4 separate regions of the Mus musculus genome follow, and all the other regions are linked to region 3. The links are chromatin contacts, called in public HiChIP or PLAC-seq and promoter capture Hi-C maps. All regions are on one chromosome and are shown on one strand. Each heading gives the region's core, a stretch centred on a gene start, on an enhancer-like site or on the middle of the called end of the contact. The rest is flanking DNA. Distances are from core to core; before and after follow the strand shown.

Region 1 (7,885 bases), core at 1,005-3,504, 380 kb before region 3:
CTTGCCCTGGAGAACTCAAGAACGGGAGACCCTTGGATGAGGTCCTCAGAAAAGAACCCGGTGACCATGGGGCAGAGAGCTTGGACCATAGGGTGTCTCTCCTCCAAAACAGAGGGTAGAAGCCTCCCGGGTACAGCACTGGGGCTCAGAGACATAGGGGACAGTCAGGTGACACCAGGAGCATGCCTGGAGGGGGCAGATTGGATGTGAGAGAGGATGCAGAAGGGGGACAGATGAATAGGAGTGGACACCAGGCCAGTGGTGAGTGTCAGGGGAAGGTGGGGGTGAGTATGGAGGCCATAGGCAGAGCTGACCTCCTCATATGAGGACAGTTTTCAGACCCAGATGACACCAGTCCGGCTTCAGGTGGTGGCTGCAACTTGAGGTGTGTGGATGAAGCACCCCCAGGTGACAAGATGCTTTACAAAGCTGTTTTCTTGCCTCTCTCCTCATCTGAGGACTCCTTTTCCTCTAGTTCCAAGGCCTCGTTGCTCTGTCCGCCCTTCCTGTCCACCTTCTTCTTCTGCTTCTTGTCTGCTTTACTGTAGGGTTACAGTGCCGCAGTGAGAGAGGGTCACTGCTTACCAAGCCACCTTATCAGGCTAGGTGAGGACGGACTCCGGGCTGCGGTGATCTCAGGATGACCCCACAGAAAAGAAAATGTTCACTCCATGGAAAGAAAAGGATGAATTGGTGGATGGGAGGATAGGTGGGTAGATGGGTGGATGTGTGGATGGATAGGTGGGTGGGTCGATGGATGGATGTGTGGATAGGTGGATGGATAGGTGGACGGGTGGGTAGATGGGTGGGTGGATGGATGGGTGGGTGGATAGGTTAATGAGTGGGTCACTTACGATAGAGTGACGGTCATGGTGTACAGGAAACCATGCGTCGTCACAGGGTAGGTAGCTGTGTTCTCTGCAGTTCTGGGTACAGGTAGCCCCAGCCTCTCCTTCTAGCCCTCCCTTCCTTCCTCAGGACCCTCTCAGGTTCACAGGGCTCAGCTGTATTTCCAGCTGCCCATGCCAACTCTCCCCCACTTCTATTCCTCTCCCAGACCCAGAATCTGCACTAGAGAGTCCCACCCAGAGTCCACCTGCTGGACACTGTCCCCTCCCCCCAGCTGGGCCTCTCAGGACTGTCTGGGGGGAATCACCCACAGGGTACCTTGGCTGTGAGTTCTCGTTCATAATGTGCTCCATTCTGAATGTAGCCTCCTCATCCTCTGCTCTGCACAAATAGAAACATTGATACAAGAGCTGTTCTCTGCCTCAGTATCCCCAACTGAGGTCATGAACGCCAAGAATCAGAAGGGATCAACAGGGCAGCAAAGCAAGATGACCTCCAGGCTGACCCTGGGAGGGAGCACAGAAGGGCGGGGAGGTCAAGGAGGCCCTGCGTGGGACAGGGGCAGGTCCTCACCTGCCTTTGGCGCACCAGACACGATTGGCCAGCATGAGGATGAAGACTATAAACAGGAAGCCCACTACTGCAGCCAGGCCTACTAGCCAAGGCTTCAGGCGGCGCTCTGAGGCTGCAAAGGACAAGACAAGTCAGACACAAAAAACGAAGGGTCTGCAGGGGGAAGGGGAGCCTGCAGGGGAAGTGGGTTCTGCGAGAGGGAAAAAGAAGGGTCTGTTGGGAGCAGAGGGGTCTGCGGGAGAGAGGGGAAGACGTTAACGGAAAGAGGCGGGTCTTGGAGGGCGGGGCTTAGAAAAGGCGTAAAGAGGTGGGAATCAGGAAGAACGTCCAAGACTAGGAGCTGCCAGGGGCTTAGGGGGCAGAGGTTGTAAAGGAGGTCCGCGCCTCCCGGAGAAGCTGGGCTTCTAAGGGGTGAGGCTTTTAGATAAAGTAGTTGAGGAGGCGGGGGAAGTGGGGGCGGCGAGGGGGGGGGATAGCTCAGAGAGGCCTTGAAGGAGCTGAGAGGACCAGCTGGAAAAGGGCAGTGGCCTTAGCTTACAGCGTTGAGAGGGGAGAAGGATGTTAGATCAGAGACAGGGCAGAAGGAGTCATTGGAGAGCACTCGTCCCCACCAGTGCCCTCTTCACTTCCTCTTCCTGCCTTGCCTTAGTTTCTCCTAATGGGAAATGAGATGCTGAAGAGCCCCTGCCCCAGTTCCTAACACCCACCCAGCGCGGGCTCCACACCCTAGTCCTACCCTGCTGGGCCTCAGCGGGTGTCAGGAACAGTGTAGCCAGCAGCAGCAGCCTGCCCAAGGTGTCCATGGCCAGCACACTGGATATGGGCCGACGTTCAGCTGCAGGTGTGAGCTGCACAGGGCTCGGGTGGGGTTAAGACAGTGATTGGGCGGGGCGGGGTGGGGAACCTGCCGTCTGTGGCCCAGCCTCCCATGCCTGCTTGGCATCAGACCCCTGCATCTTTGGAGGGCAGAGTCTGCGGCTAGTTTAATATTAACCTAGACTGTCCCTTCCCCCGCACCTTGCACCCCTCCCTGGAGACCAGCAGCCCCAGGGACAGGTCCTTAGAGTCCTCTGTAAGAAGTCAGGCTGCACAGATGGGACGTCCACGCTGTCACGTGCACACAACCAAGTGTGGCAGTCAGGCTTGGTGGCTGGGACAAGCCTGGCAACTTTGTGTCTAGTAGGTCAGCCCAGTGGGGTTGGCAGCTCTGTGAGCACCAGGCTGCAAAGGAGGCAGGGAGCACCACGTTCCTAGAAGGGGGACCCTCAAAGCAATGGCAGAGACACCTGCCTGCAGAGCATCCAGACATCTCAACATACAAAGACAGGGCACAGGCTTCTGCCCTCAACCTTGGGCCTCAAGCTGATTAGATATCAAGCCTCACCTGGGCAAAGGAGGACCCCACCCAGAAGTGTCACGGGTGCAGCCACAGCCTGCGCACGTGCAGGAGACAGCAAGGAAACGGGGCACTGATGTCCTCATGTGCCCGTCATTCCCACACAACAGAGGCCTGAGACAGGAGGATGGTTAGGTCTAGGCCTTATCTGACCTCCAGAGCAAGACACTGTCTCAGAAATAAAACTGTGTGCTGGGCTGTAGCTCAGAGGCAGAGCAGTCTCCCAGCTTGCATGAGGCCCTGGGTTCCATCCCCAGCACCCCAGAAACGAGGTGGGATGATACATGCCTGTCATCTCAGCATTCAGAGGTGGAGGCAGGAGAATGAAGAATTCCAGGTCATCCTCATCTACATACCAAGCTTGAGGCAGGTCTCACACAGTTTGGAAAAAGGGTTTGGCTTTTTTTTCCTGATTTTGGTTTTTTGAGACACGGTAACCCTGGCTGTCCTGGAACCTAACTTTGTAGACTCTCGAACTCAGAGAGATTCTCCTGCCTCTGCCTCCTGAGTGTTGGGATTAAAGATGTCACCAGGAACCCAACCAGGCATGCCTATCTATATTAAGCTCCTACTGTATACTCATGGAGTCCTGAGCTGAGAGATCTGAGCCCAGGTGGGATGTCAGGAGCCCAGACTGACATGCCCACCAGCTGAGGTGGGGGAAGCCCTGTGGAGAGGACCTACCACACATGGTTCCTTATGCTCCCTAGTCCAGGCTGGCCTGGAATGTGCCATCCTCCTGCCTCAGCCTCTTGAATGCTGAGGATGACAGCTTGGTTACTCCGTGCTGTGTGTGACAATAAGCTGAGGGACCTTCACCCAGACATTTCTCAGTGGCCTGCCTCAGTTTCCAGTCTGTGCTACTGGGCTCATCGACAGCACCCAGGAGGGTTTTGTGAGAACGTGTGGGACAGGGCTGAGACAAAAAGGTCATGGCACTTGGATAGTCAGATAGGCTTTTAATTTATATGTGAATTTGGCCTCACTCTTTTCTCCTCTCAGCAAACACTGTGTAAGGAATTATCCATAGGAAAAAATGTTGCAGGTGATGGCTCTGAGTTCCAGGACAGCCAGGGCTGTTACGCAGAGAAACCCTGTCTTGAAAAACCAAAAGAGAAAGAAAGAGGGAAAGAAAGGAAGGAAGGAAGAAAGGAAGCTGTCAGGGCCTCGGGCTGGCACAGCCTTGGAGGAGACCCTGGGCTCTCCTCAGTATCACAGAAGCCCAGATCTGTCATCCCAGCGTTCAGGAGATGGTGACTGGAGGATCAGGAGTTCAAGGTTGTCCTCTGCTATGTATCAAGTTCAAGGCTTGCCTAGGCTACATGGAGAACCTGTCTCCAAGTCAATAAAGTGTAAGTGGAGTCTGCAATCAGAGCACTCCAGCCCAGGAGGGGAGTTTTGAGTTTCAGCCTGGCCAAACCCTATGTTGTCACATACACAGGTGGTCCAACTGAGGCAGAGGGAACTGCCAGGCCCACCAGTGTCACACATGCCACTCCTCCAGGTCAGTCCAGCCTCCAAAAGTTGGTTTGCACCGGCGGGTCCTTGAAGGCAATGGAGGTGCGGCGAGGAGCACGGGCAGGGTCATCCTCCCCACGCCAGGCCAGGGCCAGCTGAAGATCTAGTTCTTCCAGGTCCTCTGCAGCCAAGCTGGCCCGCAGCTCCCGGGAACCTTCCTCCTCCTGGTCAGGCTTAGGGCCAAAGGCCCAGTCTGCAGGGACAAGTGGCTGGTGAGGTCGTGACTGGCCGCGGAAACCCTGACCAAGCCCACTGCTCCCCCTGACCTTGGCCACGCCCATGCCATAGTTTGATCTGGCCACGACCACCCTTGGGCCGACCCTGGCCTAGACCGGAGCTCCATCCCATGCCACCTGTGACCCCAGCCCAGGATGGATTAGGCAGGAAAGTGGCTCACCAGCCAGGTCATGAGCTAGATCTTTGATGAGGTGGCCAACAATGGCATAGGCCACGGCCACCACCAGGATAGCGGCCATCAGCAGATACAGGGCATAGCGAGGCAGGCGGATGGCATCCAGCGCGGGTGGCCGGTATTCCTCATACATCGGAGGGGCTGGGCTCCAGTCCTCGGCCTCTTTTTCATCCACTGACCCTGCCATGGCTGAGACACCTTCAGCAGGAGCCTGAGGGAGGTGACCCACACACGGGAGTATTAGGGAATGAGCTAAAAGGATTAGAACGGCTCCTCCAGGCCATCTGTCCGGATCAGTGTTCCCCTCACCAGAAGTGACGTGCACATCCACATTGACCCCAGGACCTTCAAAGGCAGAGTTCTCTGAGCAGGGTAGGCAGAGGGCTCCCCTGTGCAAAGCTCTTGGGCAGTCGGGAGCCTGGTACTCTCGGTGAGCATGTGGGGGGTGGGGGGGGTGGGGCTCATGCCACTGTGGCCGACTGAGCAATGAGGGGTCAGAATGGGGACTGTGCAGGGTGGACAGGGCAGGGTGGAACCCACGGGTAGCTACAGGCAGAAAAATACTCTGCTCACGGGCGTCCTCTGGCGGCCACTGTGGGGGAGGACAGTGTGTAGACGGTGGGAGTAAGTGGGTACAATGGCTTCTTGCTGGGAGGTTCTAGAAGGGGGAAACCTAGCACTCTGTGAGAGACAGGGTTCAAATTCCAGTTCTGAGAGTTCCATGCTGTGACTATCCCAGCTCTGGTAGGGTAGATTTCCTTATAGCAAGGGGCTGGTCATCACAGGACCACTAAGTCCATGTACAAAGCCACTGGCTTCAAGTGTGCAGTCATCCGGTAAAAGCCCAGCATTCAGGGGCAGCAGAGCACTGCAGCTGGGATGGGCACCAGATAGTGGTCTTTGCAGTCTGTAACATGTTTCATGCTCAAAGAGTATCAGGCAGAGGAGGAACAAAGACAGAGGACTGGAGTTGGAAAGAGAACTAGGCAGCCGGCCAGGCTAAGAAAGAGCAAAGCCAGGGGTCAAGGAGGGGTCACGTGAGGGTGGTGCTTGGAGAAGGAAGATGGCCAGGTCAGATGGCATCAGGGAAGGGAAGGAAGGCCTCTGTAACTTGGTTTTCAGGAGGGCTCCCATGGGCAGTTCCTGGGACACAGTGGCCAGGCATGGTGGCCTAAGTTTAAGCTATGATGGGGAGAAATGGGAGGTAAGGAATTTGAATCTAGAGTGAAAACTCAAGTGAAGAGACTTGGCAACCTCTCTGTGCTGAATACAAAGTGACCAGCCAGGAAGAGTGGCACCCAGGAGACTGAGGCAAGATTGCCATGAATTTGGCTGCCTTCAACTAACATTGCACCCTCTGATTTAAAACAAAACCAAAAACCAACCCTGGACATGATTCCCACCTCCTATCACAGGCATCGAGGGAGACCAAGACTCACCCTCTGCTATACTTCAGGTTGGAGTTCAAGGCCAGACTGGGCTACATGAAACCCAGCCTGGAGAGGAACAAAGACCAAGAGTTAGTTCATTGGTCAGAGCACTGGATGCTCTTGCACAGGACCTGGGCTCACATGTCTAAAGAACACACATAGGACTGGGGGCTAACTCAGGCTAAGGTTCTCATCATGCAACTGTGAGGACCTGAATTCATATCCCCGAGATCTATGGAAAAGCCAGGCATGGTGGCCACAACTGTAACTCCAGCATTGAGGGGACTGAAACAGGAGGATGACCCCTAGTAATGCTACTGCCCAGCTGACTCAGCAAGCTCCAGGCTCAGCGAGAGTTGATGCTTCAAATAAGTAAACAAAACCTGGGAGTTGCCCACGCCAGCCTCTGGCCTCTCGGCTCAGCAAACATGGCAGCAAGGACACAAATCACACTTACTTTGGAACAATCCAGAGCCCACACCCCCTTCCTGGGGAAGAGCACACAAGGCAGGGGAGGGCAGGGGTCACCTGCCAGGTGACATGTGCATGGGTATGACACCTGAGTTCCAGGTCTTGGAAGCTGGAACAGATGGCTGTGGGCTGCTACGTTCTGTGTCAACATTTACAGAGGTGAATGGCGTCCAGGGAAGTGGGTGCCCCAGCCAGCATGGAATTATGGGAGCCTGATGGGAACCCACAGTATGGACTTGTAGCTGTACCACTAAACACCTTCTTCTGTGACCCCCCAAAGGCCACATGACTGTCCCCACACAGCAGGAGCCAGCACTTGTGAAAAATAACTTATTTTATTCATGCAGCACGCTGGGGCTGGCTTGTACTCCCTGCTTGACCCAGATGGGAGGTGTACCCCACACACCCTTGCCCCCACAACTTTCCCAACCCTGCAAGCGTCTGCACTGCCACCTCTGCTGGTGGAGGGCATGGGAGACACAGAACCACAGAGCAGACAGCACCCAGCAAGGAGGTGAGGCGAGTGGGACACAGGGCCCCTCAGCTGCTCTGCTCCCTAAATCTGGATGTGAGGCACAGCACACATGGCCGGGGCCAGGGCAGCAGCAGAGGAGGCAGCCCCAGGGCAGGCAGCCAGGCGCTAGGTTAGGGTGGTGGCCGCAGGCGCTCCAGCCCGTCTGCATACTGGAAATCCTGGCTGCTCTCATACTCATACATGTCCAGGGCCACCTCGCAGCTCTCCCGCACCACCTGCTCAGGGTCCTCAATGTGCTCTCGCAATGCAGCCAGGCAGGCAGGTCTGGCGATGGCACCCAGGGCCTCTGCGCACTCGTGCCGCACCATGGGACTCTCAGTGGTCCGCGCCAATGTGGCTGCCAGCCCGGGCACGGCTGCCTCGTGCTGCAGCTGACCCAGCACATAGCCCACCTCGTGGCGGAAGAGCGCACTGCCACACTGCAGGCCTGCAAGGTAAGGGCCGAGGAAACAGGGTAAGGAGAGCTGGGCAGGAAACAGTGGGCACATAGGGTCCCAAGGAAGGGACACACCAAGACCACTATGGTTAGGCAGCCAGGTAAAGTCCCCAGGGTTTGTGTGGGGCACCTGGATGGGGAGAAGGTGGCCCTGGGACAGCTGCCCCTCAGGCTGCACAAGAGATCACCCAGGTCCAGGGATATGCTCCAGCCTCACCTTCAGCCAGGGCCAAGGCAGCCTCCTTGCCACCCACGTTGCGCAGGG
Region 2 (7,244 bases), core at 2,983-5,482, 450 kb after region 3:
CCAGAACTTTGCATATATTAAAGAGGGTCTCAACTGCTGGCCACGCCCCCACCGCCTCACTGAGGGATTCTAGAAGGAGCTGCTCCCCCCCACACACACACTATATGCACCAACTACATACTCTTGCCTTTTTCTGCTTTATTGCCCCGACTAATTCCAGAACATTCTTTTATGCCTAAATAAGCTCTTACTCCATAAGCTGTACCCTCCCCTTCCTAGCCATCATTCTTAAGTCTGCACCCCAAGTTCTGGATGTTTTCTGTGGAGTCCCTTACTCCCTTGGCCTTTTGTGTTGGTTCTCTCACCAAACATCTCCACACCAGTGAGTGGTCTCGACTCCTTTGGGAGTCCAACAGCCCTTTCACATGGGTCACTAAGACAGATTTACATTACGATTCATAACAGTAGCAAAGTTACTGTTACAAAGTAGCAATGAAAGACTTTAATGGCTGGTGTCACCACATGAGTAACTACATGTATTAAAGGGTCTCAGTAAGGTGTTGGCAACCACTCTATATTGTCATGTGTCACAGCCATTCTTCAGTTTAGGACTGAGCAAGACTCCCGTGTTCATCATTCATTTGTCAATGCACAGATTGTGAATTGAATTTAAAATTGGCTTCTGTGATTAGTGCTGATATGAACACGCATATTTAAGTTCCTGGGTGGCTGTGTGCTTTTTTTTTTTTTTTTTTTTTCTCGTTTTTCGAGGACAGGGTTTTTCTGTATAGCCCTGGCTGTCCTGGAACTCACTCTGTAGACCAGGCTGGCCTCGAACTCAGAGATCCGCCTGCCTCTGCCTCCCGAGTGCTGGGATCAAAGGCGTGCTCCACCACTGCCCGGCTAGTGGTGTGCTTTTTATCTTTGTTGGTAAGCACCTAAAGGTACTTGGCCAGCTCTGTGGTCTCCCATCTCCATTTCTGAGCTTATTTCAGAGATCCTTCTGAGAAGAGTGTGGCAGAACAACCCCCTTACAGGCCCCTAGTGAGGAATTGGGGGCATGGTCAGGTTGGATCCCCGCCTAGGATTCCAACCTCCTCCCAAAAACAAAACAAAACCAACAAACAAGAAACAAGCCCAACTTGTTCTGGAAGCGCTGTATTGTTCCTTCCTCTGCCTATGTTTCTCTTCATGATCATAAGTGTGGCTAAGGTGGGCACGGCAGGGCTGGGGAGGTGGAGCCACAAGGATCAGAGGTTCAACATCATTTTCACTGCTTAGAATGTTCACAGCAGCCTACCGATAAAAAACCAACAAAACCCCAAACATAATAGCCTAGGGGGTCTGTCATTCTCAGCTACTCAGGAGGCCAGGTAAGATGGTTGAGTTCAAGGCCAAGAAAAGGAAAACACATGTCAAGCCACCATCATTCAGCAGTGATGAGTTGGACAACAGCGCCAGATGCAGAAAGATTTGGATCTTTCTTTCGAACTCCCGGGTGAGTGAGCAGACAGGTGCTGTGCTGCAGGTTGTCTTGCCGGGACACCAGCTCTGGACCTCTGGTCTGACAGAGGTCGGAGATGAGACATACATTATCCTGATAACTATATTCGCAGAGGCTGAGTTATATGTGACAGTACTGAGAAGTAACCATGCCTGGGTCGGCTCCCTTTGCTCTTCTACCGTGCGTGAGAAGCAATCTCTGTACTGTTTCAGGCTCTTTGCCAAATAACTTTGTTGGGAAAAGGCCACATCTGGAACACCTCTTGCTGATCTTGGTGCCCTGCTGCTAGGCTGACTGTATTTCTATAGAGGGACCCTGCCTTGGGGTCACCTACAGCTCCTGCTTTTGGACCCCAAATTACAGCTGCCCTGTCACCGCCCCCTTCAGTTGTTGATAATAGTTGTATAAAGGCACACAGAATATGAAAGTGCACTTAAACCTCATTTCCATGTATAGCTCAGCACCATGAAGCTCATTCGAAGGCTATGCTTCAGCTTCCACCATCCATCTCCATAGCTCCCAATCTGACGCTCTGGCTCCAGTGATTCCAACAATGTCCTGGGGAGTGGGAAGCTGAGGGAGTCCAGAGATGTTGAAAAACATCTTTATTGGTGGGTGGTGGTGTGGCACGACTACAGTCCTGTCACACAAGAGGCAGAGGCAGGCAGGTCTTTGTGAGGTTTAGGCCAGCCTGGTCTACAGAGTGAGTTCCAGGATATCTAGGGCCACACAGAGAAACTGTGTCTCAGAAAAACAAACAAGCCAGGTGTGGTAGCACACGCCTTTAATCCCAGCACTTGGGAGGCAGAGGCAGGCAGGTTTCTGAGTTCGAGGCCAGCCTGGTCTAGAGTGAGTTCCAGGACAGCCAGGGTGATACAGAGAAACCCTGTCTTGAAAAAACAAAACAAAACAAACAAACAAAAAAAACCCCAGAAAAACAAAACAAAACCAGCTTTTATTTATTTTAAAATACCAGTTTCCAGGTAACCCAGGTTGGCCCTGAGTTCTCTGTGTAACTGAGAATGATCTGAGTCAATCTCTCACCTCTATTTCCACTGTACTGAGACTATAGGTGTGTTCCCACCTCTGTCTCCACTGTACTGAGACTATAGGTGTGTTCCCACCTCTGTCTCCACTGTACTGAGATTACAGGTGTGCTCCCACCTCGACCTCCACTGGACTGAGACTATAGGTGTACACCACCAGAATTGCTTTTGAGGCTGTGTAATAACCCAGGGCCTATGTCATATGTTCGTCATGCACCAGTGCTTATCCAGGTGACTTCTCTCTGTGAGAATTGTTAAATGCTGGTAGAATACCCTTCCAAAATTGCATGTGTTGGCTCAAGTCTGTAATCCTAGGATCCCAGAGGCTGAGGCAGATGGATTTTATAGATTTGAAAATGAGATGAGCCTGGAGTGCAGAAGGAGAATCTTTTAAAATAAACACCAAATAAATTGATTAAAAATTTAAAAAGCAGGCGGCCATGGTGACTCAGGCCTGTAATCTTAGCATTTAGGAAAACTGTCAGAAGTCCAAGATCAGTCTAGGCTACAGTGCCAGACCCTGTCCAGACAAACAGAAAGAGGGGTTCTGGGGATGTTGCTCAGTGACTGGAGTAACTGTCTAGCAAGCACAAGGCTTTGCGTTTCATCTCCAGCACTGTGTAATGGGCAAGTCCATCCAGTCTGTGTTACATGAGACCTTACCTCAATCAAAAGCAAAACAGAAAAGCGGTTGGGGAGAGGGCTCAGTGGGTTAGAAAGCTGTGCACAGGTCTCAGGACCTGAGTTCTAATCCCCAGCACCCATTTAAAGCTGGGTATGACCAGGTGAGTGCCACCCTAGGCTTTGGGGTGGAGGCAAGCAGATGCTGGGAGCTTGCTAGCCAGCCTGCCCAGCTGAAGTACTTCAGTGAAGAAGCCTGTCTTAAAGGAAAGAAAATGGAAGACTAAACAAAGGGGTGGGAAGCTGTATGCTCCTCTAACCTCTGCATGCGGGTGCACAGTGTCGCCTCCCTCCAAACACCCCAGAACAAAGCAAAAACAAAAAAACAAAAAAACAAAAAAAAAAAAATCAAATATATTTCCAGAGTGTAGCTTAGTTGGAGTGCCCTTGTCTAGTGTATGTATCTAGGCACGGCAAAAAGAAAAAAGAAATGCCCCACTGATACCCCTCGTGGTTAGGTGACTATTTGAGCATCAATTAGGTAGGTTTCTCAGGATAGGCACCTCAGCCAATTAAGACCCTGGCTAGAGAGTTGGCTCAGTGGTGAAGAGCACTTACAGCAATTGGAGACTTGGGTTCGGTTCCCAGTACTCACATGACCGTTCATAACCATGAGTAGCTCCAATTTCTGGGTATCCAAAGCCCTTTTCTGACTTCAGCGAGAATCAGAAACACTCATGTTGCACATACATAGAATTAGAAAGTAAATCCTAAATCAAACAAAAACCCTGGCCGTGAAGCTCTCCTCGTCCTCCGGGGGGCGCACGACGGCCTTATATAGCCAAAGATTACAGCGGAGACTCGCGGTGCATTTCCAGCCAGGCGCACTCTGGACAGCCCAGGCTTCTCAGGGGCTTGAGGCTCAAGATTGCGAAGCTGCACCCGCGAAAGTCCGGTGCCGGAAGGTTCTCAGGACCAGAAGCATATAATCACGCGTTCTTTAAAGCTTCTCTTGTCCTAAGCTTCGGGTCTTCCGACGGCTACAGTTCCGCGGGAGACGACATTGTAAGCAGGCGCACTTCAGTCAGCCCTTCCCGGCGTCCCTAGCGACAGCGTCCCGGGGGCCTCTGGGGGCCTCGGGGCAAGATGGCGGCGTCGGCGGGGTCCGAAAAGCGCGAGCGGAAGCCTCCGGGGCGAGTGTGAGGAGGGGTCCCGGGGTCCCGGGTATCTCCGGGCCGGGGCCCCGCTGCGGAACGGACCATGCTACGTTCTACCGGCTTCTTCCGCTCCATCGACTGCCCATACTGGGCGGGAGCTCCCGGGGGGCCTTGCCGGCGGCCCTACTGCCACTTCCGGCACCGCGGAGCTCGGGGTCCCGGCGCTCCCGGTAGCGGCGGCGCAGCATCTCCTGCATCAGGTAAAGCCCATAGGACCGCCCTGGGTCCCACAGCCCGCCCGTGCTACATGTTTCCCTTGCTCAGCCAGACCGCGCACTGTCAGATTGCTGTCCCTCTCCTAGCTGCCATCGCGATGCTGTGCAAATGTCTAGACCTCTCTGGTCATTAAAGCATAAAGACGGTCACGACGGAGCGAGAGACCGTGCATCCCCGTCCCCAAGCTAGGGGACTTGGTGCAACTCCTCCGGTTCTTATTCTGTCCACCTTGTTCCGAACGATATATCATTCCCTCCCGTCACCACGCACGCCACCCTGTGCGCTTGTGGCATACCTTGTTTACGAACGCGACAGTTTCCTGGGATGAGTCCCCCCCCCCCCCCCACTGTCTCCAGTAGTTGGATGCACAAGGCCATAGGGGCACCTGCTGTTTGTCGAGCGGAAAACCCCCTTGCCTTGAACGGGTGTGGACTTTGAGCTTGGCAGGGAGCATGTCGCAATTAGTGTGATGACATTTTGAAGAAGGCCTCAGGGATCAGGCAGTGTGTAGGAAGTATTGTATTAGAGAAAAGACATTAAGGTTTTGTTATTTGTCTTTTGTTTGTTTTTACTGTTGTAGGCCAGGCTAGTTTTGGACCCAGGACCCTGAAGCTGCAACCTCCTAGGTTCTGGGATGGCCCTAACCGGACCCTTAGGATTCCAATTGCATTTAAAGAAGACATTGGAGAGCCTAGAGAGATGGCTCCGATTTAAGAGCACTTTCTGTTTTGGGCTGGGCCTGCTGCGTGCACACTTTTAGTCCCGTTTCTCTAGAGGCATTGCCGGGTGGACCTCTGAGTTTGAGTCCAGCCTGGTCTATATAGGAAGCCTTGTTCCAGAAATCCATAGCCAGTGAGTCCCTGTCTGAGGGGTGGGGGCCACGCTTGCTACTGTTGCAGAGGCCCTGGATTGGGTTACCAGCAGCCACATGGCTGGTTTGTAAACCCAGTTCCAAGGCACCAGCCATGTGTGGTGCAAATGCAATCACCCAGGCAAACTCTCATGTGGATGAAATTAAAAACAAAAACCTTTAAAAAGTGGCATGGCACCCAGGTATGGTGGTGCATGCCTTTAATTTCAGCATTTAGGAGGTAGAGGCAGGTGAATCTCTTTGAGTTTAAGGCCAGCCTGGGTTACATATGTGGTCATCTCTAAAAGAGAGACAGGGCATTGTTGACTAGAGTACCGTTTAGTCCCCTCTGGTGGCCTCTGTTCCTTAGAAATGGCTTGGTGAACTTCACCACTGACTCCACCCCCAGGTCCCAGGTTTATTTTAGACCACTCTCTCTCAAGCTGTTGTCTTTTATTTAAATAATGGTATATATATATGTGTGTGTGTGTGTGTATATATATATATACATATATATATATATCGAGCATTTAAATGGATAGATAGGTTCACTGTGTAGCCCAGGCTGGCCTCGAACTTGAGGTGATCTTCCTGCCTCTGCCCTCTGAGAGTTTGAGGGCCAGGCATGACCTGCCACATCTCTTGTTGTTGGGTCCCCATCCTCACACATACATTGGCCTAGGACACCTGCACTGCAAGTGGCCCTTTGACAACTCTGTGTGTGGTGGTCAGGCTCCACACCTGGCCGCCATTGTCCTTGCCGGGTCAGCCGGGGACTCAGCCCAGGTGCTTGGGAAGAGGAGGGGCATAGCTTGGCAGATTTCACTGCAGGGTGGGCCCTGAGTGCCTGGCATAGGCGACCTCTCAGGCTGCAGTGCCCAGCTTGGTGACATGCAGTGCCTTTCGTTTCCTATAGACTTATGCCTGTATGGGTGTCCAACTCGGTGTGTCTGCAGAGGCCAGAGGGGGACATTGGATTCCTAGGTCTGAATTTCCAAGTAGTTGTATGCCTTCAGCCATTAGTGTTACGGATGGAGTTCTGACCGTGGCAAAAGCAACCAGTGCTCTTAACCCCTGAGCCATCTCTTTCACCCTTTTGTTGTTTTGTGGGATTTTGTTTTGTTTTTTGAGACAGGGTCTCTGTGTACCCCTGACTGTCCTGGACTCACTCTGTAGACCAGGCTGGCCTTGAACTCACAGAGATCCTCCTGCCTCTGTCTCCAGAGCACTAGGATCAGTGGTGTGCACCCCCACCACTAAGTTGACATCCTGGCTTTTAAAGTTTACTTCCTTTTTGTGGATTGGGGATGGAAGCTGTCTTCTGCTGTGCCCAGTGCTGGACCCAATACTGTGCCATCCCAGTGCTGTACCCGGTACTGTGCCATCCCTGAACAGTGTTGTACCTGGTACTGTGCCATCCCTGAGCAGTGCTGTACCTGGTACTGTGCCATCCCTGAGCAGTGCTGTACCTGGTACTGTGCCATCCCTGAGCAGTGCTGTACCTGGTACTGTGCCATCCCTGAGCAGTGCTGTACCTGGTACTGTGCCATCCCTGAGCAGTGCTGTCCCCGGTACTGTGCCATCCCTGAGCAGTGCTTGGTCCTCACCTTTCCTCTCACGTTGTTCTTCCTGTGCTGTCTTGCGCCACAGCTGGTTACTTGGTTCCCCAGAAGGTCATGTTTGGGGTCTGGTGCTTCTCTGTGTGTCTGACAGTCCTCAGGGAATGGTGCTCCGTTCCTCGTGGCATCTCCTGGTGTCCTAGACATGATGTCCAGTCCTGCTCTTCCTGCTCTGGGGATTCTTCTGTCCTCTCCTCAGTGCTCCTCTGAGGAGGCCTGGGCCTGGGCTGC
Region 3 (7,954 bases), core at 2,103-4,602:
ATGTACAAACACACACACACACACACACACACACACACAGAGACACATGCGTTTGGAGGTGGAGCAGCCAGTCCTCCTGGCTACACAGTGAATCTGAGGGCAGCCTGGGGTACATTTGTGAGAAGCTGTCTCAAAAAAACAAAAACAAAAACAAAAACAAAAACAAAAAAAAAAAACCAACAGTTTGTGTTAGTTTAAGACAGTCCCACTCTGGAGCTGGAGAGATGGCTCAGCGGTTAAGAGCACTGACTGCTTTTCTAGAGGTCCTGAGTTCAATTCCCAGGCACCACATGGTGGCTCACAACCATCTGCAATGTAAAAAGGGACCTGATGCCCTCTTCTGGGGTGTCTGAAGACAGCTACAGTGTACTCACATACATTAAATAAATAAATAAATATCTTAAAAAAAAAAAAAGTCCCACTCTGTGGCTCAAATTGGCCTGAAACTCACAGCAATCCTACTGCCTCGGTTTCCTGACTGCTAAAAGGTTATGTGTGCGTGATTATGGCATACATGATAATATTTATTTATCTGATTGTTTGTTTATTTGTTTATTTTGGGTTTTTTTTTTGAGACAGGGTTTTTCTGTGTAGCCCTGGCTGTCCTGGAACTCACTCTGTAGACCAGGCTGGCCTCAAACTTAGAAATCTGCCTGCCTCTGCCTCCCAAGTGCTGGGATCAAAGGCTTGCGCCACCACTGCCTAGCCATGATGATTTTTTTAAACATTTAAACATTTATTTTTCTGTCTATTTATTTATTGTGTGTATAGGTCAGAGGACAGCACACAGCGGTCTGTGTTCTACCATCATGTGGCTCCTGGGACTCAAATTCAAGTCTTCAAACTTAGCCACAAGTGCCTCTGTACATCAAACTGTTGCTGGCCCAGCTCAATTTTTTTTTTGTTTGTTTGTTTTTAAAAGATGCATACTGGCTTTTAAGACAACAAGAGTCATAGAAACAGGCTGGCTTGTGGCAGCCAAACCTTTAATTCCAGCACTTGGAGGTAAATAGATGGGTGAATCTCTGTGAGTTGGAGGCCAGCCTTGTCTACACAGTGAGTCACTATTTCAAACAAACAAACAAACAAACAGGGCTGGAGAGACAACACGGCAGTAGAGAACACTGACTGCTCATCCAGAGAACTAGGTTTCATTTCCAGCACCCAGTCCCAAGGGATCCAATACCCTCTTCTGGACTCTGCAGACCACTTGCATACACACACACACACACACACACACACACACACACGGTGAGCACACAGACACATGCATGCACAACATCTTTACACACAAAATAAATACGAACAGTTTTGGAAAAAAATAAAACAAAACAATGTAAATCATGGAAATGAAAGAGTCTAGGTAGGTCAGGGTGACAAGGTCTGGACCTAGGGGAAGGGGATGTGCCCAGGGCGGGCAGCTCCAGCGCTCCCCCTGGTGGCCTCTGGGCTCAGTGCGGTCTCCTGAATCTACTTAGACTCAATTGCATGCCACAAAAGGGTAATTTTTGTGGATCTTGTTTTGAATTACATTTGGGAAATTTGTGTGTGTGTGTGTGCACGTGTGCATGTACACACGCTCCAGTATGTGTGTGGTAGTCAGAGGACACAATGGTCTAGCCTTACTGGAGATTAGATTCTCTCAGGCTCTCAGGCTTGGAGGCAGATACTTTTCCTGTTGAGCTACAAACCTCTTAGTGTTTGTATTTATTTATTTATTCATTTATTTATTTATTCATTTATTTATTTATTTATTTAAATTTTATGTGCACGGGTGTTTTGCCTGTGTGCATGTCTGTGTGAAGGTGTCAGATCCCCTGAAACTGGAGACAGTTGTGAGCTGCCATGTGAGTGCTAGGAATTGAACCCAGGTCCTCTGGAAGAACAGCTAGTGCTCTTAACCACTGAGCCGACTCTCCAGCATTAGTTAGTTTTTGAAACAGGGTCTCATGTTGCCTACAATGGCTTCAAACTCACCCATGTAGCCCAAACTGAACTCAAACTTGGGGCAGTCCTCCTGCCTCATCTTCTCAAGTGCTGGAAGATAGCCCAACTCTGCATCTACCAGGTGAACCACAAACAGTAGTAGGGTCTGGGGACAGCCTGGATGGGATGTGCCAGGGAAGAACACTGAAGAAAGGTTCTGGGCTTTCTCTGAATATAAAGTGCAGTGTTTGTGTGTGTTTGTGTGTGTGAGCACACGTGCATGTGTGTGCCTGTCTGTGCATGTCTGTGGTGGGGGCATTCATATGTGTGTGCATGTATGTGTGTGGATGTGTGTGTGGATGATAGCCAGGTTCCTTCAGGAATGACAAGAGTCCAGGGAGCCGAGCCAGTAGATTGTCTGTCACAGAATGTCAGTCCACACCAGAATCCTGAGGTCACCCACCCAGGGGCTGCACTGGTCTTTCCCTGGGATGGCTGTTACCTGCAGGGATGTTCCAGATGTCTCTGAGGTCACCAAGAAAACTTGTAGAGAATGCAGACCCATGGGCTGGGGCTTCCAGCATGAGTCCCTGGTGCCACTGCCCCCACTGGAGAGTCAAAGTCATCCTCTCCTGCATGGTGAGTTCAAGGCCAGCCTGGGCGGTTTACTGTGACCCTGTCTTAAAATATATATATATGGCTGAAGTTATAACCCAAGCCAAGTACTGCAAAAGCCAAAAAAAAACCCAAGTAACAGAGAGAATAGAAAAAACCGGAGATGAACATCAGAATACAGAAATGATAAACAAGCAAATAAAAAATCAGTATTTCCTCACTATCCTGGGTCTCTGCTCGGGATTCAAACTCGTTCCTTGAAAACCACAAGGGAGCTTCCTGTCCCTGGCTCCCATGGGGTTTTTTGACTGGACCTTGCTGTTCTGTTAGATCTGGGCTGAGATGGGGAGTTTGATCGGTGTTTTCTTACTGCTAAAATGATGCTCAGCGGAAGATGAATATTATCACAATATGGGATACAAATGTATGCAAACGTCATAATGAAACTCATTATACCATACAATAAATACACACCAATAAAATAAACTCGAAAATCCAAACAAAACAAAGCCTGACTTAGTACATGCCTAACGTTAAGCAGCTTCTCCTCAGAGAGGCCCCTTTGATTGCACCATTGATTGCCAATCTTTAGACGCATAACCCCGCCCTCCAGCTAGTGAATGGCCCGTGGAGACGCCATTCCTGGGTTTGGCCCGCCCACTCGAGCCCGAAGCCCCGCCCTGCCCCCAAGGCTAAGCCTACCAGACTGTCGGCCCTAGGCTCCTCCTCTGGACCAACCTCCGCCACCTTGGCTTCTGATTGGTCCGAATGCTACAGAGGCTCCGCCCTCATCGCGGGAGACCCCGCCCCATGGAAGAGCCCTCTCTAGGCCCCGCGGTGCGTTCGGCTGTGCGGCTGCTGAGACACTGGCTGGAGGCAGGTGAGCTCCGCATGCTGAAGAGACTCGGGGTGTATCGGGGAGGAGTGGGCTGCCTCAGAGAGGACGGGGGCAGCCCAGAGAAGTGGGGTGAAGTCAGACAAGAGTGGGGTGCAGTCAGAGAGAGTTGGGGTGCAGTCAAAGAGGAGTGGGGTGCAATCAGGGAGGAATGGGTGGCAATCAGTTATGGAGGAGTGGGGTGCAGTCAATTAGGGAGGAGTGGGGTACAGTCATACAAGACTGAGTTTGGTGCAGTCAGATACGTATTGGGTAAGGTGACAGGAGTGTGGTGTAGTCAGGGGAGTGGCGTACAGTCAGGAGAAGTGGGGTACAATAAGGGAGGAGTGAAGTGAAGTCAGACAACAGTGGGATACAGACAGAGAAGAATGGAGTTCAGTCATGGAGAAGAGGGGTGCAGTCAGGGAGGAGTGGGGTGCAGTCAAGGAGGAGTGGGGCACTACCTGTTTGCTGTTTGGTTGCACACAGTACCAACACCTTGGAGACAAAGACATAGAGCAGGGGGAAGGTACCTGTGTGTCCCTCTCAGGGACTCAGGGTACATAGGCTTAGATCTTGGGGTGCACAAGGCTCCAGTGTTGACTGACTGTTTCAGAAACTTCCTGTGGGAGTGTTAGGGGCAATAGTGTTAAGGTGTGTGGGCAGCTCTCCACTGCGGGGGTGGGATGGGGTGGGGGTAGGGGCGAGGTGGGAGAGAGGGTGACGGTGGCTGGCTGGGGGACCTCTTGTTATAGCACTGAAACTGTTGCCAGGTGTCAGGGAACCAGGCACCAAGTTCACCGGTTTGCAGCTGCAGACAGGTCTAGTGCTCTCAGTGGCTTTGGGACTCTGCTTTGATCTGTTAGCTGCTGTCCCTCAGTCCTCAGTCCCCCCTACCTCCTCATGAGGGCAGGGCAGCTAGCCCTGGGTAGGCTCCCTGCAGTATCTGCCAGGGAAGATATGTGTTAAGGCCATTCTGGTGCAAGCTGTCACAGAAAGACTATGAGGAACCCCCCTTGACTCCCACCATCCTGGGGTGCAAATGAGAATCTCTACCCCGGTGGTGGCAGGCGTGCTCTCCCAGTCCTTAGGAAACTGAGGCAGAAAAATGGAAAATTTGAGGCTAGCTTAGGCTACATAGTGAGTTCCAGGACAGCCACGACTGCAGAGTGAGACACTGTCTCAAAAACACCACAGTCAGCTTGCAGTTTAGTGTAAGATTGTCTCTGAACTTGGGTGACTCTGCTGTGCAGGGAACACTGGGTAACATCTAGGGACATGTGTAACTTTCTCAAATCAGGGAGGAGGTCCTGGCATGCAGTGTGGAGCCTAAGACTGCACAGTGCCTTGCAGGGCCCATAGTGTCCCACAGACAATGAACAGGCCCAGTGTCCACAGCCCAGAGGTGTGAAAAACTGCCTGAGATCTATGCAGCCAGGTTGGAAGGATGTGGACTGGGATAGAGCCCGGGGTGGAGAACCTGCCTAGAATCCCCCAGTGAGGCACTAGGGTTGGAAGCCATGTCCATCCTCCTGCCTCAGGCTCTACAGTGCTGGGATTACAAGGTATTTGTTAGGATGCTTAGTTCTTCCAGGTGGCTCGTTCTGTTCTGTTTTTAAGACAAGGTCTCCTGTAGCCCAGGCTACCTCCAACTCTCTCCTGATCCTCCAGTCTCTGTCTTGAGTGGCAGGACAGGTATGGGTCACCACACTTGGCCCTGTGAAGGTTGCTCATACTCCGATTTCTATTGCTTTGCTTTTCTTCCTTCCTTCCTTCCTTCCTTCCTTCCTTCCTTCCTTTCTCTCTTTCTTCCTTTCCTTCATTCCTCCTCCTCTCTTCTTCCTCCTTTGAAGACGGGGTCTCATTGTGTAGCCTAGGCTGGCCTGGAACTCCCCCTGCCTCTGCTTCCTGAGTGAGCTTAATGGAGTGACTTTCACACTCAGTTCTGTGTGACTTTGAAATTGTGAGTGATTGAGCCTGCATCGCCCGCACCCACAGTTTGTTTCGTGAAGGATCTTGGGGGTCCCCTAGTGAGTCCAGTGTGCCCAGGCGAAGAACACTCAGTGGGGCGGCTAATCTTTGTCTCCACAGCACAGACTTGTTTTTTGCTCTGGCACACCAAGTAGTAACAGGAAAACTGCCCCCGCCCGCCAAGGTGTTGTCGCAGGTTTTTAATTTGTGTCTAGAAATAGTGACTGGAATGATGCTCACTGGGTTGGGGACCTGTCCCAGCATGCACCAGGCCCCCGGTGCTGTCCCCAGGACCTCAAGAATATATCATAATCTCAGGAGCAGGTGGATCTCTGTGAGTTTGAGGCCAGCTTGGGCTGCACAGTGAGACCCTGTCACTGTGGGGATTGGTGGAGACCTTGGAACTTTCTAGAAAGAACAGCTACCACAGCCACTGTGGTTGACACAGGCTGAAAGTCCAGACTCTTTTGTTTCCTCTCTGGCTGGTGTGACTATATGACAGCGGCCTGGTAGGTCACCGCTTACTTGCCTTTCTTCCGTGGAAGATTGTCCCACGCCTGAGCCCTTTCATGGCTGACCTGACCCTGGCAATTCCAGGTTCTTGTGACACCAAGGCCAGGAGGGAGGACTTGTTTCTGTTGCCTCCTGTCCCACTCCCACACTGGGAGGCAAAAGCCGCCATTTGTGACTGAGTAGGAGACACCTCAGCCTGCTCCCTATCTCCGCCCCTCATCCCCATGGTCTGGCCGCTTTCTCCCTGGCTCCTGGGAAACCAGTCCTGTCATAGTCTCCTCTGGTGGGGGTTGGTGACAGGGTCCGCGATGGGACATCGGAGAGCCTTCTCAAACGGCTGCCAACTTCTTCCTGAGAACTTGGGAAAGGGGATAATCTGATCGATTTTCATGTTTTAAATTCGGGTCTGATTTGCATATTTTAAAATTCAACATTTTAAGCATAATAATTTAGGGTTTTCCTGAGCTCATCTCCGGGTGCAGCCATGATCCATAGATGACAGGCTAATGCCACGTTCTCCGCCCCGCCCGGCCCCCGCCCGCCCCCGCCCCCGCCCAGCGCCCACAGATGCACTTCCAGACTCTCAGTTCTCCTGATTTGGACATTCCCATCATGGAGTCTCAGGTTGTGCGACCTTATGCCCTGGTCTCTCACTGATCTCTGTGTCCTTCGGTTCCTCAGAGCCTGGCTCTTGTTCACTGTTGTGTGGTATTCCAATGTGTGGGCTGACCATGCCGTATTTACACCATCCATTTGTAGACACCTGGACTGCTTCTGACTTTTTTTTTTCTCTCGAGACAGGGTTTCTCTGTGTAGCCCTGGCTGTTCTGGAATTCACGGTGTAGACCAGGCTGGCCTCGAACTCAGAAATCCGCCTGCCTCTGCCTCCCAAGTGCTGGGATTAAAGGTGTGCGCCACCACCGCCCGGCTGCTTCTGACTTTTGTTGTGAATTGTTGCGTTGAAGTGAGCTTGTCCTGGTCATATTGGCTTACTGTACTGAACTTAGGCTTTCTTCTTTGTTCTTTTTGAGGGCGAAGGTGTGAGTTTATCCATTCTCCTCGGCGGGCCCTTCTCATCCCAAAGCCCCCAAGCTCAGAGCCTGTCCTCTTGCTGGGTCTAGCCGGTTAACAACTGACACACAGATCGCAGATCAGTTTCCTACTCTCACTAGGACCTCGGTGGCCTTCCTGAGAACCCTGACTAACACCCCACTGCCTCTTCCGTGCCCCATCCCCAGCCAAGCAGAGCTTCCCGCTCCTCTTGCTCTCTGCTCTGAGGGCATTCCTTCCTCCCAGCCCAACAAAGGCACCTTGTGAGCCTGCTCTCAACCCCAGGACCCGTGCCAAGTCCCAGATCATGTGATTGGACGGCTGCATGCTTGTGTGGTGTGTGTGTGTGTGTGTGTGTGTATGGGTATGTGTGTGTGTGGTGTGTATGTGGTGTGTTTGTGTGTGTGTGGTGTGTTTGTGTGTGTAGTGTGTGTGTATGTGTATGGGTATGTGTTGTGTGGTGTGCATGTGGTGTGTTTGTGTGTGGTGTGTGTGTGTTTGTGTGTGTGGTGTGTGTGTGTGTGTGGTGTGTGTGTGTGTGGTGTGTTTGTGTTTGGTGTGTGTGTGTGTGTTTGTGTGTGTGTGGTATGTGTGTGATGTGTGTGTGGTGTATATGTGTGGTGTGTGTGTGTAGTGTGTGTGTTGTGCATGTATGTGTGTGGTGTGCATGTGTGTGTGGTGTGTGTGTGTGTGTGTGTATGATGTGTGGTGTGTGTGGTGTGCATGTATGTGTGTGTATGTGTGTGGTATGTGTGTGTGTATGATGTGTGGTGTGTGTGGTGTGTGTGTGGCATGCATGTGTGTGTGGTATGTGTGTGTGTATGATGTGTGGTGTGTGTGATGTGCATGTGTGGGGTGTGTGTGTGTGTGTGCACACCTAAGGGACACACTAGGTATGTGGCATTGACTTGCCTGTCATCCCAGCACTTGGTCTCTGAGGCAGGGGGATCATGAGTTCAGTGTCAGCTTGAACTAGAATGGTAAGACCCTGTCTGAGAACCCAGA
Region 4 (6,811 bases), core at 3,079-5,578, 270 kb after region 3:
ATGTACCAGGCTGGCCTCAAATCCACTGAGACCCCTTGCCTCTGCCTCCCAGGGCAGATGACAGGCCCGGGTCATCATACCTGACTTAATTTAGTCTCATGTAGTTCAGGCTGGCCTTAAATTCACCTTGCAGCCCAAATAAAACCCAAGCTTCCGATCCTCCTGTCTGCATCTCTTCAGTGTGGATGGCAGGTTAACGTTTTCACCTGGCCTTTCTTATTTTGTCTGTTGTGTGTTGCAGTCTCTGATCTTCTTGCCTTGGCCTCCTGAGCCACCACACCCCCATGCTCACCTGACTGAGACACTGTCTCTTTGTTGAGCACTGTGCCCTGAAACTCAGTATGTCAATCAGGCTGGGACCTCAGTGGTCCTTTGCCTAGCTAAAATGTATAAAATACTACTTAAAATTTTTACCTTTTATTTATTTGTTTATTTATTTAATTTTCTGTGTGTAGGTGTTTTGCCGGCACGTATATCCACATCTCCGTGTTCTCCTGTTGGCTGTGGAAGCCAGAAGAGGGCTTGGATCCCCTGGAATTGCAGTCACACAGTTGTGAACCTCCACTGGGATCTGGAAATTGACTCTGGATCCTCGTGCCAAGTGCCATCAAGCACAGGGATTTTATGTGCACTATGGTGTGTAATTCCTCACGGAGGCCAGCAAAGGGAGTTTAATTTCCTGGAACTGGCGTTAATATGAGGCTGTGAGTCTACTGCTCTGGCTGGCATTGGTGATCAAACTTCACTCTTCTGCAAAAGCTGTCCTGTTTTTTTTTTTTAAAGGTTTATTTATTTATTATATGTAAGTACACTGTAGCTGTCTTCAGACATTCCAGAAGAAGGCGCCAGATCTCATTACAGATGGTTGTGAGCCACCATGTGGTTGTTGGGATTTGAACTCAGGTCCTTCAGAAGAGCAGTCAGTGCTCTTAACTGCTGAGCCATCTCTCCAGCCCCCTGTCCTGGTTCTTATAACCATTGTGGAGTTACTCCAGCCCCTATTGGTACTTATTTATTTATTTATTTATTTATTTATTTATTTATTTATTCAAGACAGGGTTTCTCTGTATAGCCCTGGCGGTCCTGGAACTCACTTTGTAGACCAGGCTGGCCTCGAACTCAGAAATCTGCCTGCCTCTGCCTCCCAAGTGCTGGGATTAAAGGCATGTACCATTACCGCCTGGCTGGTATTTACTTTTTAGATTTATTTATTATTTTATGTATGTGAGTACACTGTCCCTGTCTTCAGAAACACCAGAAGAGGGCATCAGATCCCACTACAGATGGTTGTGAGCCACCATGTGGTTGCTGGGAATTGAACTCAGGACCTCTGGAAGAGTAGATCTTAACTGCTGGGCCATCTCTCCAGCCCCTATTGATATTCATTCTTGTTATTTTTCATTTTCATGGCTGTTTAGGTGTACAGATATCTTGCCTGTGTATGTCTGTGGTGATTTGGATGAGAATGGCCCTCATATATGCCTATGTTTGAGTACCTGGCCCCTGCTTTCTGGGATTATTTGGGAAGGATTAGGAAGTGTAGCCTTGTTGGAGGAGGTCTGTCACACAGAGGAAGGGCTTTGAGGGTTCTCACAGCCTGCTGTGGTGGCGCACACCTTTAATCCCACTCAGGAGGCAGAGGCAGGTGGATCTCTGTGAATTTGAGGTCAGCGTGATCTACATAGTAAGTTCCAAGACAGCCAGGACTAAGCGACCTAGAGAGACCCTGTCTCAAAACAACAACAATGTCAACAACAACAACAACAACAAAACAAAGACTCTCACCATTCTGGTCTTTCTCTCTCTCTCTCTCTCTCTCTCTCTCTCTCTCTCTCTCTCTCTCTCTCTCCCCCCTTCTTGTTTGTAGCTCAGACATGAGCTCTCAGCTGTCCCTGTCCCTGTGCTGTGCTCTGCTTTCATGGACTCGAGCCTTCTGAAAAAACGGTTTCTTCTATAAGGTGCTTTAGTCATGGTGTTTGTCACAGAATTAAAAGCGTAATGAAGGTGATGTCCCCCGCCCCATGCATGCTTGCACCTGATGCCTGTAATGGTTTGAATGTGCTTGGCCCATGGGAAGTGGCACTGTTGGGAGGTGTGGCCCTGCTGGACTAGGCGTGACCTGGTAGGAAGTGTGTCACTCTGGGGGCGGGCTTTGAGGTCCTCTGCTCAAGCTCCACCCAGTGCAAAGAGAGCCTTTTCCTGGCTGCTTTGGGATCAAGATGTATGTAGTAAGTACTCTCAGCTCCTTCTCCAACACTGTCTGCCTGGATGCTGCCATGCTTCCCACCATGATGATAATGATCTAAACTGTAAACCAGCCCCTGTTAAATGTTGTCCTTATAAGAGTTGCCTTGGCCATGGTGTCTGTTCATAGAAATAAAAGACTAACTAAGATACTGCCTGAGGCAGCTGGCTAGGAATTCCCTGGAACTGGGTAGCATTACAGATGTTTTTGAGTGACCATGTGGGTGCTTGCAAATGAACCCAGGTTCTCTAGAAGAGCTTTAAAACTTAGTGTTCCTGCTGAATGTCCAGAAAGGGAAGTTCAGCCGGGTGTGGTGGCACATGCCTTTAATCCCAGCACTTGGGAGGCAGAGGCAGGCAGATTTCTGAGTTCGAGGCCAGCCTGGTCTACCAAGTGAGTTCCAGGACAGCCAGGGCTACACAGAGAAACCCTGACTCAAAAAACCAAAACCAACCAAACAAACAAAAGAAACAGGTAATCTATCTTCCATATTATTTTTGAAGTGCTGTTCAGCTAAACTGGCTAATTACCTATTCTCTACTCTTATACTCATAGTATAATTATTTAAACATGGGACCACATTCTTGGATCACATGATCCAGGGACTCGGACCTAACCTAAAATGAATGTCTTCTTTGATCATTAATTAGTCCCAAGCCAGGGGACTGGTGAGATGGCTCAGTGGGTAAGAGCACCCGACTGGTCTTCAGAAGGTCCGGAGTTCAAATCCCAGCAACCACATGGTGGCTCACAACCACCCATAATGAGATCTTATGCCCTCTTCTGGTACGTCTGAAGACAGCTACAGTGTACTTACATGTAATAAATAAGTAAATAAATAAATAAATAAAAGTGTTTGTGCACCAAAAAAAAAAAAATTAGTCCCAAGCCTATTTTGTCTTTCAAGTACAATTACATGCTTGTAACACACGAAAGCTCACTGTGTTCCTTATTTAACGTTTGCAGCCAAAGGAGGGGACACATTCTATGCTTAATGCTAACTTTACTATATCTTTCTGGCAAAACAATCTAAACCATCTCCTTAAACTTTCTTTTTTTTTTTTTAAGATGTATTTATTTATTATATGGAAATATATTGTAGCTGTCTTCAGACACTCCAGAAGAGGGAGTCAGATCTCCTTTACGGATGGTTGTGAGCCACCATGTGATTGCTGGGATTTGAACTCTGGACCTTCGGAAGAGCAGTCGGGTGCTCTTACCCACTGAGCCATCTCACCAGCCCCTCCTTAAACTTTCTATCACCTACCCTAACATCTTAAAACTATTTTAATCAAATAAGAAATTCTATAAAATCATTAATTCATCTATTTTATGAAAGTTCATCTTTATATTAATCTGCAGGAGACTTGCCCAATCGAGTGGGCTGTCTCCCAATAAGCAACCACAGCAGACTCTAGGCAGTGAGGGTCTCCTGGTGCCCATTCACATCGTACTAGATATGGGAGGCATATAACAATGAAAAACATGAGGAGGCACTGCAGCACCAAGAAGTAATCCAGAGACGAACGCCTCCGGGGGGCAGTGCCTCTCTAGGAACATGCATCACAGCTGTGCAAAACGGTGGACCATCTCCAGCAAAGTCACTTGCCCACCACAGTTTCTCCTGTATGGTGTCCACCATCCAAGCCTTGTGCTGGTTTTACAGACAGGGTTTCACAGGCCGGCCGGTTGGATTGCTGGTGTGATTGACTCCTGACACTGATTCCCAAGTCACCACTTAAATTCAGAAAAGGCTGGGCTGGATATATTTGGCCAGGACCTTGCAGAAAAAGCTCCACGTGGAGCTCCGCCCTCCTCTAGCCACGCCCACACCAGATAAGACCACGCCCACTGCTGTCATTTAGCGAGTGGGGAGACCTGCTCTCGATTTTCCCTTAGGGGCGTGGTTAGGACGTCTGTGGAGTTCTTGTTCACCAATGAGGCTGCAAGGCATTGCAGAGGAAGGGGTGGGCTGCTAGGCGTCAAAGGGTGGTGTCTGCTTTCCTATTGGGTGGCGTGTGGTTGTCAAGGAAACTGCAATGTGGGGCTGGGCTTTTCGGTGAGGCGGGGCTTCCGGGAGGCTGAGGCTCTCCGTCAGCTGACCCACCGCCATCTTGGCCGCCATTTGCAGCGGCCCTAAGCTGGGAAGGGTCTGTGGAAGCTGGGGGGGGCGGGCTTACTGGCTACCCCTTCTCCTCAGACTGCTCTCCGGCTACAGCCGTCGCTCTGGCCTCCACGGCGTCCCCTCCGCGGCGGCCGGAAACACAGCGGGGCGGTTGCCTGAGGTGCGGTCGCCGGGTCCCCGCACCTTCTAGGGCCGCGGCAGCGGCGTTTCCCTCGGAGGCCGCAGCCCACGGGCCGCCGCGATGGCCCTCAAGATGGTCAAGGGCAGTATCGACCGCATGTTCGATAAGAACCTGCAGGATCTGGTCCGCGGCATCCGCAACCACAAGGAGGACGAGGTGAGCCGGCGCGGAGCGGGGCTGCCGGGCTTTCCCCCCATTGCCTCTGGCCCGCCGTGGAGCCGTCTTCCTCGACCCCATCGCCTTTCCCGTCCTGCCTGTTCCAGAGCTGCGGCTCTGCACAGCCTCTCCTTCCCCTGGCCTCAGTTTACCCCCAGCAGCTTGAAACAGGCGCTGTCCAAAATGGCTCAGGTGTCTCGTCTGTTGTAACTAGGGGCCACTCCCTGAACCTCCAAATTGTCCACTTGGAGCAGTCCTTGCCCTAAAGGCCTCAGCGTTTTAGGTCTTGAAGTTGGATGCCACTGCTAGAGCCTGAGTTTACCTTCTTGAAGAAGACTTACTTAGGCAAAGGTTCCCCCACTTGAGCTAGTTTCTGGATCCCATATGGAGGAATCGGGGACCCTCACAGAAAAATCCTGTCATAGGTCTACGTGTCTCCCATGGAGAAATCCCCTTGTCAGGAAAGCACAGGCCCGGGTGGCTGTCTTGGGCTTCCTTGGGAACCCTGCCAGGTTTTCCTGCCCCAGATCCCCTGAACTATTAGTGTGTGCAGGACCTAGGGGCATCTTGGAATGGGGAAGCCTGACTTCAAAACTGGAAGCTCAAAGAAGGCAGAAGTCAGGGTGTGGAAGCGATTTTTCCAGAAGTTACACTGAGACTACAAGCGCTGCTTCCTTTCCTCCCCACAGCCTGTGACCTAGATTAAGGAAGAAGTGATAGAGTGACTACTTAGTGCCTGGCTCAGTGGAAAGACGCAGGCCTCCTCCTGGGCTGGAAGGCCATGCTGAAAGAGGGTGCCTGTCCCTAGCTGGGACAGTCATTTCTCTGTAGCCCTCTTCCCTTCTACCCTACCTGGTGTGGTTTGTACCCTCCCTGCTCTCCCTGGCTGTTACTTCAGTTGAAATAGCTGGTTGGCCTGCGTTTTGCTGGGTGTGGACTGCCCTATGTGATATTTCCTTTGTACTGTGGCCCTCTTTGCTCTCAAGAGGGCTTCCACATTCCCTTCTTGCCTTCCCGTACAGAGAATGTTCCCTGGGCAGCTGTTCTAGGACCCTGGGGACAGGTCACATTCTAGTTTGAGTACCTGAAACAGACTCTAGCTAGGGACATAACCTGGGCTGGCTCATGGTACTCCTGCCTCAGTCTTCTTAGTGTTGGGATTACTGATTTTAAGGTATGTGTGCCCAGGGCCTCAGGCCTCTGTTATGTTTTGCTCTTCACGTCCCCTACCTTCCCATCCCGCAAATCTCAAATCTTCATTGGGAATTGGTGTACATAGACTGTGAGTGTCCCACAGGTGTCTGTGGGGTAATGGTGGAGGTGCTTTTTAAAAATTGGTGTGTATTACATTTGATACTGAGTTTCATTGTACTGTCTTGCATGTAGTCTGCAGAAAGCTCTTTCAGTAGTGCAGAGCTAGGCAGGCACAGAAAGTCCTCCAAGCCCTCAGCTTCTATGTGGCTCCTGCTGCTGACTGCTCAGCCATTCTAAGATTTTGGTTGTGAGTCTACCTTTAACTGCTGAGCCATCTCTCCCACCATGGCTGGCCAGTCTGTACAAGACACACTGAGACCGCTTGGGTCCTCTGTCCCTCCTCAGGGACACCTTCAAGTTCCTGTGCATTGTTGGGCTCTTATGAAGGTGCGGTGTAGTGCAGAGCCTTCTGCCAACCTTATAGCACAAGTTGCAGTGACCATTCTCTGCTCTACACTCCGGTTGACTTAGGTCTCACTGTGTGACACTGGGAGTTGTAATAATCCTTCTGCCTTACAAGTACTTAAAAAATGCAGGGTGTGCACTCTGGAAGTTTTGTGGGGTTTTGGTTTGTTTTTGAGATGATCCTTTTTTAAAAACTGAAACAGGGTTTCTCTGTGTAGCCCTGGCTGTCCTGGAACTCACTCTGTAGACCAGGCTGGCCTTTAACTAAGAGATTTGCCTGCCTCTGCCTCCAGAGTGCTGGCATCAAAGGCATATGCCACCACTGCCCAGCTTGAGATGATCTTTTTTTTTTTAAAAAAAAATTTATTGCCAGGTGTGGTAGCACATGGCTGTGGATGGTGCAGAGCCTCAAGACAGTACAGGGAATTAAACCCAGGTCCTCTAG

The links. HiChIP or PLAC-seq counts read pairs in DNA pulled down with a chosen protein or histone mark. Capture Hi-C pulls out chosen DNA fragments and counts their contacts.
Region 1: a FOXA1 HiChIP or PLAC-seq map of pancreatic cancer cells shows a contact between it and region 3. The contact joins the promoter of Smim24 here to the promoter of Gng7 in region 3. A contact is called at or near these places in 1 of 39 promoter capture datasets (liver) and 1 of 115 datasets of contacts at active chromatin or transcription factors (pancreatic cancer cells).
Region 2: a FOXA1 HiChIP or PLAC-seq map of pancreatic cancer cells shows a contact between it and region 3. The contact joins the promoter of Rexo1 here to the promoter of Gng7 in region 3. A contact is called at or near these places in 1 of 39 promoter capture datasets (pre-B cells), 2 of 484 Hi-C or Micro-C datasets (both in embryonic stem cells) and 1 of 115 datasets of contacts at active chromatin or transcription factors (pancreatic cancer cells).
Region 4: a contact with region 3 is called in a promoter capture Hi-C map of adipose tissue. The contact joins the promoter of Ap3d1 here to the promoter of Gng7 in region 3. A contact is called at or near these places in 22 of 39 promoter capture datasets (the 3T3-L1 cell line, 3T3-L1-derived adipocytes, the HPC-7 cell line and 11 more), 1 of 15 datasets of contacts at CTCF or cohesin (the NIH/3T3 cell line), 5 of 484 Hi-C or Micro-C datasets (B cells, the CH12 cell line, cerebral cortex and 2 more), 11 of 115 datasets of contacts at active chromatin or transcription factors (astrocytes, bone marrow-derived macrophages, embryonic hindbrain and 6 more) and 5 of 9 other capture datasets (adipose tissue, embryonic stem cells, liver and 2 more).

What each region holds. Positions count from the first base shown.
Region 1 is chr10:81,387,433-81,395,317 of GRCm38.p6, reverse strand. Smim24 (small integral membrane protein 24) reads right to left here and starts at 2,254. Exons shown (of 4, transcript NM_001099917.1): 1 at 2,159-2,254; 2 at 1,423-1,534; 3 at 1,168-1,230; 4 at 239-542. The coding sequence starts at 2,225. The coding sequence ends at 422. It overlaps Dohh (deoxyhypusine hydroxylase/monooxygenase), which reads right to left. Exons shown (of 5, transcript NM_133964.3): 4 at 7,838-7,885; 5 at 6,966-7,611. The coding sequence ends at 7,295. It overlaps Gm48552 (predicted gene, 48552), which reads right to left and starts at 5,001. Exons shown (of 2, transcript NM_001384181.1): 1 at 4,734-5,001; 2 at 3,763-4,529. The coding sequence starts at 4,935. The coding sequence ends at 4,324. It overlaps Gm48551 (predicted gene, 48551), which reads right to left. Exons shown (of 6, transcript NR_168929.1): 4 at 7,838-7,885; 5 at 4,734-4,959; 6 at 3,763-4,529.
Region 2 is chr10:80,558,548-80,565,791 of GRCm38.p6, reverse strand. It overlaps Rexo1 (REX1, RNA exonuclease 1), which reads left to right and starts at 4,232. Exons shown (of 15, transcript NM_025852.3): 1 at 4,232-4,528. The coding sequence starts at 4,372.
Region 3 is chr10:81,010,323-81,018,276 of GRCm38.p6, reverse strand. Gng7 (guanine nucleotide binding protein (G protein), gamma 7) reads left to right here and starts at 3,352. Exons shown (of 4, transcript NM_010319.3): 1 at 3,352-3,421.
Region 4 is chr10:80,739,792-80,746,602 of GRCm38.p6, reverse strand. It overlaps Ap3d1 (adaptor-related protein complex 3, delta 1 subunit), which reads left to right and starts at 4,328. Exons shown (of 31, transcript NM_007460.2): 1 at 4,328-4,707. The coding sequence starts at 4,612.